Linked DNA regions of Gossypium hirsutum: region 1 is linked to region 2. A link is a contact called in public Hi-C data. All regions are on one chromosome and are shown on one strand. Each heading gives the region's core, a stretch centred on a gene start, on an enhancer-like site or on the middle of the called end of the contact. The rest is flanking DNA. Distances are from core to core; before and after follow the strand shown.

Evidence for each region. A called contact is a pair of places that touch in the nucleus more often than the background predicts.
Region 1: a contact with region 2 is called in a Hi-C map of leaf, with 1.7 times the contacts expected there. The contact joins the promoter of LOC107962053 here to the promoter of LOC107962015 in region 2. A contact is called at or near these places in 2 of 34 Hi-C or Micro-C datasets (hypocotyl and leaf).

The regions. Positions count from the first base shown.
Region 1 is chrA06:117,800,864-117,804,215 of Gossypium_hirsutum_v2.1, reverse strand. LOC107962053 reads right to left here and starts at 1,690. Exons shown (of 2, transcript XM_016898274.2): 1 at 1,128-1,690; 2 at 439-914. The coding sequence starts at 1,570. The coding sequence ends at 866. LOC107962052 (outer mitochondrial transmembrane helix translocase) reads left to right here. Exons shown (of 14, transcript XM_041115978.1): 12 at 37-159; 13 at 361-421; 14 at 509-812. The coding sequence ends at 697.
Region 2 is chrA06:117,490,330-117,493,508 of Gossypium_hirsutum_v2.1, reverse strand. It overlaps LOC107962015 (glycosyltransferase BC10), which reads left to right and starts at 1,864. Exons shown (of 10, transcript XM_041115976.1): 1 at 1,864-2,545; 2 at 2,640-2,756; 3 at 2,841-2,941; 4 at 3,049-3,120. The coding sequence starts at 2,267. LOC107962013 (leucine--tRNA ligase, chloroplastic/mitochondrial) reads left to right here. Exons shown (of 21, transcript XM_041115975.1): 17 at 1-12; 18 at 289-366; 19 at 873-1,004; 20 at 1,105-1,471; 21 at 1,572-1,728. The coding sequence ends at 1,350.

The sequences.
Region 1 (3,352 bases), core at 441-2,940, 310 kb before region 2:
CCAATGAATTGTTTCTGATTCAGTCTTTGTTTGCAGTCGTTTTGATTCAATGATTGTCTTTGGTCTACCCGATGAGCATAACCGTCAGCAAATAGCAGCTCAGTATGCAAAGCATCTTACAGAATCCGAGTTGGCTGAACTTGCTCGAATCACCAACGAGTAAGTTCAATTTGTTATCATAATTTCTTCAGTACATTCAATGTCTCTAAATATGACGAAAGCTAAGTAGAAAAACCTCCTGTTTAATATCTGAAAGTTTTATACTAGGATTAAACATTTTTTCAAATAGAACTTATCTTCTACCATTCGCATGCATCATTTAACAAATAATTAATCAGCCTTGCTTATCGACATATCCAGAATGTCTGGTAGGGACATCCGGGATGCATGCCAACAAGCAGAGCGGTCATGGGCGTCAAAGGTATTAGCTATCTGACCTTAAGTCTCAATATGTTTTGATCTATAAATACCACGTTCTATTATTTACATTCATTCATGGTTTTCACAGCTTATTCGAGGACAAGCAACAAATAACAAAGAACAACCAGCTCTCCCACCTTTGGAGGAATACATCAGAAGTGCCACTAATCGAAGACAGGCCCTTCTCAGTTTTGCAGAGCAGAGAAACCAAAAGCCAAGCCCTCGTATGAAGAAACCTCCATTAGATTTGTTGTCTTTGCAATCTACAGCACTTTAGGTGATTACATTTGTAGAGAGACAAGGACTTTTGCAGAGATAGATAGATTTTTCATTTAATATAATAATCAGTACATTACATATATATAGTATATAAAATCCCAACTTCATTTTCATCCTCAATTTTGATAAATAAACCAAAGATTATTCAATTAATTTTAGTGAATCTTCAGAAGATTAAGTTGCACTGCAACAAGCTCAGCAGCAAAGCTCCTTGTCTGCATTTGAAAGGAAGAAAAAAAGTTACTTTTATAACGATATTGATAATATCGTTATTGTCATTAAAGTGGTTATTCTGATTTTCTTTTTACTGATGAATTTGTATTATTGATAACAGTTAAGGGATTAAATCTGTAATTTTAGCATAGTATAGGGACTAAAACCATAATTAGATAGAGAGTAAAATGGAGAGAAACGACACTTTTTTTTACCTAACAGAGGAATCCCTTGGTTCGTCATCTGCTCCAAGCTTCCGTTTCCAGGTATCAGCATCTCCGGCGACAAACGAAGCGATCTGGGACTGAGTTCGGAACATCATCCGAGTCAATTCGGCCTCGGATTCCGCCCTCCGTTTCTCCGCCTCACATCTGGAGGCTTCCATTGCCTTGACCATCTCCATCCCGGCCAGCTCCATCCTAAGAATCGAATCAGAGAAGACACGAAGACCGGCGGAGAGATCAGTGAAGTGCGTAGAATCACAATCAGAGTCGCAGTCGTCGGAATCAAAAGTGGGTGGACTGTTCGAATCTTCTTCGTCGAGGTTTGGAGTGTCGGAGGGGTGTGGGTTAGAGAAAAACCCAGCATCGCAGGTGTATTTTAGACAATTATCGTCTTTGGTGAGGGTCGGATTGGGTGGAGCAGTCGGGTCCGCCATTAACGCTACGAGTAGAGGCTTTGCTCTGCCTGGGTAGACAATATCAGTAAAGGGAATAAGAGTTTACTGGGTTGTTGGTAACCGGTCGGTAAAATGAGACAAAAGTGGATGCCATGTCATAGTTTGCTCCGTACTCAGGGTCCCACCATTTAAGCATCCAAGTTTCTATTACATTATTAATAATACGAAAATAAAAATAAAAAAATACCAAAATGTTGGCAAAATAACACCTATAGGCGGTTTTTTAATTAATTAGGGTTTTCAACTGAAATGATGAAAAATTTTAAGCAGTTTTGAGGGGTCGGAGATGTAATAATGCGCCTCAATATGCATACATTTCATATGTCATGGCGGAATAAGACCATGACCTTAGAAACTCATTGTAGAGAAATTCAGTTTCTACATACATTTGGTTCACATACCTTTCTCTAAACTTCTCCAGAAAGGACTCATAAGTCACATTGGTCAATGTTTCCTACCACTCGTAGGCTTCTCCTTCCAACAATAATATGACACACAAGAGACTATCTTCTGACATGCATTTTAATTCCCTTATCACTCTGCAAACTAGAGACAGCCGCTGTTCAACCATAATGAGATCATCGCCTTTGTCACCCAGAAATTCCTTAGCACCCCTTTTATGTATTTCTTTCACAAGGTCTCCTTTAGGTGGAGTTACAATCGGTACTGGTGGTGTAGTTGGTGATGGGCGAACCACTTCTGGTTGTGGTTACTGAGGCTATTGAGGTTGGGGTGCTTGAGTATTCTCCATAAATTTATCAAATATTTGTGCCATCATCGTAAAAAAGACGTTTTCGGAAGCATTTCCAGTTGCTCTCAAACCAGCTGCAGGTGCTTTAGTTGGAATATGGGGCACATGGCTTTCAATTTCTTCACCGGTCACTTCTTTTGATCCTTCAGACATTGTTGTCACACTATAAGAAAATTCAGATTAGTTTCAATTACAGGGACTATGCCAAAGGCGTATCATGCATGCTAGGGCATGACACAACACTTAATTTTTTCGAGAATCAGCTTAACCTTAGATTTGATACCAAACATGTAACACGCCAAACCCGACCCTATGATAGGATCTAAGCTTGATGTGTCACTACTCAAAATCGGACTAATTTATGGCAAAACAATTTGGAGGAAGCTTTATAAAATTATTACAAAAGTATACATATAAACATATAATAGTTGTGGTTTTACTAAAGTTTGAAATAACGTTCAAAACATTTGGCGTATAAGTTCAAATATAATAACTTCATTAATCAGAATGTAATAATTCAAATCCAGACATTAATACTTAATAGAAATCTTGTAAAAACAGAGTTTTGTCAAAATAGAAGTTCTTTATGTAGTTCATTTCCAAAATACATTTATACGCCACACTAAAGAGTCATGCATGATACAGAACAAAACAGCCAGCTCACAATAGCAACAACACTCTGGCATAGTCCTTTTAACAAAGTCTTCCTTCAGTCAGCAAGCTTGAGAAGGAAAAGGTAATGGAGTAAGTTCATATGAACTTAGTGAGTTCCAAAGATATATTATACATATCTTTACTTACAATACAATTGAACCTTTTCGAGGGACTTATACACGATAAACATAGTACTCCCAATGGCTTCTACAAAATTGATCCACCATGAATTACACTATTATCTACATCCTTTTTTGTAACAGCCCGTTTTTAGTGAAATCAGAATAGTGATTTTCGGACCATAAATATGAAGTAAAAATTATTATTTTATTAATATTTTAATGTCTACAGCATGA
Region 2 (3,179 bases), core at 615-3,114:
TGCATAGCTAAGGTCATGTTCTACACTCTTTTGAAGGCAATGTTGCATTATCTGCAAAGAAGTATACACTTCCTACAGGATTATAGTCTTTATAGATGGTTTATAATGACCAATTTACTATGCCTTTATGTTAAATAACCCAGGAATTCTCCAGATCAGATAATATTTTACCAGTGTGATCCAGAAGGAATTTCATCAATTTAGCCATTTATGAGTGCACAACTAACAAGAATATTGAAACCTAAGATCCTTGGTAGCTTTCTGAGAGAAGATTAAATTTTTAATCAGGTGACAGAGGAAATCGAAGGGACAAGGTTCAACACTGGAATTTCTGCAATGATGGAGTTCATTAATGCAGCATATAAGGTTTTATTTATTGAGAAAATGAAGCTCGACCCTTTTTTTGGTCTTTTTCTCTTTTGCTATATACAGGCAGATCCTTATACTGTTTTGGTACACATAGAATAAATAACATGAATACTTTCCTCTTCTTGATGTTTTTTATATGTATTTTTTTAAGGAATAGTACTTCCTTGGCTTTTAATTACCTTGTGATGTTGTGGGGGTAGTTGGTGTTAAAAGTACAGTGTGCATATCAGGTCTGAAGCAAAGTTGAATATGCTTGTGATCTACCTACATAAGTTGTTTATCTGCTAATCTGCAAAGGCCCACTCTTATGCACCATTCTTGGGAAGATTTTATTTTGGGGCAATTGCCTTCAGTCTTTTTTAACATTTTCTTTAGTTAGGTCCTGTTAAATCACTTTTCGTGTGATGTCTACGAGAATGCCACCTCCATATTCTTCAGTTTTCTGTTTGATGCTTTTGTTTGTGTATTTGTGATCTGATTTCTTCTTTCAATCATGCCATCAGTGGGATAAGCAGCCAAAAGCAATTATTGAAGCATTTGTCTTGTTGCTTTCACCTTATGTACCTCACATGGCTGAGGAGATTTGGTCTCGCCTTGGTCATCCAGATTCAATAGCATACGAGGCCTTCCCTAAGGTATGATTTCTGTTCAAATTTATATTTACATAATTTTACTACTCGTATTTGTAGAATCACCTGCTACAGGCCTCAAATCTTATTCATACTCCGATGACAGGCTGATCCTGCATACTTGAAGGAATCAACCGTCGTACTACCTGTCCAGATAAATGGCAAGACTAGAGGTACAATTCAGGTCGAAAAAGGATGTTCAGAGGAGGATGCATTTACATTAGCTTCACAAGACGAGAAACTCTCAAAATATCTCAATGGGAAACCGATCAAAAAGAGAATCTTTGTTCCTGGAAAGATCTTAAACGTTATATTGGATCGTCAAAACGTCAAGGCAGGAAGCATCCAATAATTTTCGTGTACCAGCATTTATATTTGTGCCCCACATTTTTAAATGCAGAGATCCCAAACAGTTTTGAGTACAGCATCCTTGCATCCACGTTGCAAATGCAAACTAGTGCATATATTAAAGAGTACAGGTTCTAACATTTCAAGTTTTAAATCATACAAACAGATTTGACAAGCTTTGAACATTAAAACAGCTGTTTTTTTTTCCTTTTTTTCTTTTTACAGGAACAGGACAGCTCCCTACAGGATTGGTCTTTGGATCTTTGGCTTTAGGGTTTAGACATCCGTTAAATTGGAATTACATGTTTATATATAGATAGATGATACTTGTTGTAACATTTTAAAGCCAAATATAAATATCTCATGATCTTGGTGTGCAAAATTGCAAAATCCGAAGATTCCTTTGTCTCTGAATCTGTAACTTAAAGATTTTAATTTTATCCGTCACCCAAAACCCAACAACTTGATGGCATTGGTTCATGTTATACATTAACTTACCTTTGAAGGAAAAATGGGCTAACAACCATGAGCCCAACCTATTTTAATGGCGGTGGCCGGTGGCGTCGGTAAGTGGGAAAATGAAATTAATAAACCAACCCAAAACGACAATTTCGGAGTTGACGTGGGCGAGACAATAGATTGGAATAATCCCGACCCAACGCAACCTAATAACCTACGCACGCAGTATTTCTTAATTTTTTAATTTTAAAATGCTCTGTCTGTGTTTCTCTCTAGCTGTAGCTATGGGTATAAAAACCCTTCATTGTGAACACGTTTATCTTCTCTTTCCTGACCTTGTTTTCTTGAAACTTGTTGATTGATGATTGGATTATTTATGCTAATTAATGATATAATTTATGAAGATGCTGATAAAAGGCTTGATCTTGAGTAGGCAGTGATCGGTTGCCGCCGGAAGAAGCATGACGAAGAAAGCTGCCGCCGTCGCTCCGGTACTAGTGCGCCATGTTATCTGGTTAGGCTGGAAACTCGTGGTCTTCCTATCCTTCGCTCTTTGCTTCATCGCTCTCCTCCGCCTCCATTTCTCCCCCGACATCTCTTCTCCTACTAACTCTCTCTCTCGTACCCGTTGGAGATCTCGTATTCCTCGCTACAACTTCGATGGTCCCCCTAAGATCGCTTTTCTCTTCCTGGCCCGCCTCAACCTCCCTCTCGATTTTCTCTGGGGTAGCTTTTTCGAGGTTCGTTTCCCTCTTTTACTCCTCCCTCCCCCCCCCGAAAAACCCCCTGCCTTTTTCATACTTCAGCTAATTTTGATGTGGAACTTCCTTACAGAACGCTGACGCAGCCAATTTCTCCATTTATATACACTCCGCCCCTGGCTTCATCTTCGACGAGACGACTTCTCGATCGCATTTCTTTTATAACCGGCAATTGACTGATAGCATTCAGGTGATTACTCGTTAAAAGATTTAAACTTTAAAAAAAAAAGCTCAATAAAAAATGATATGGGTGACCTTATATTTTTTGTTGCAGGTAGCATGGGGAGAATCAAGTATGATAGAAGCTGAAAGATTGTTACTTGCAACTGCTCTACAGGATCCTGCGAATCAAAGATTTGTTCTTCTCTCTGACAGGTCTGGACTTTTTAACTAATTACCTTGATGGGTATTTTTGTTTATATTATAATTAATTAAATGAAGGGCTTTTTTTTTTAATAGCAAGTTGTTTTATCTTTGTGCAGTTGTGTTCCTCTATACAACTTCAGCTATATCTATAGATATCTTATGGCTTCTTCTAGGAGTTTCGTGGACAGGTAGATGGCGGGCCTTTTTCATTCTTGAGGTGCCAAGCATTGATTCATTGATTTTCCTT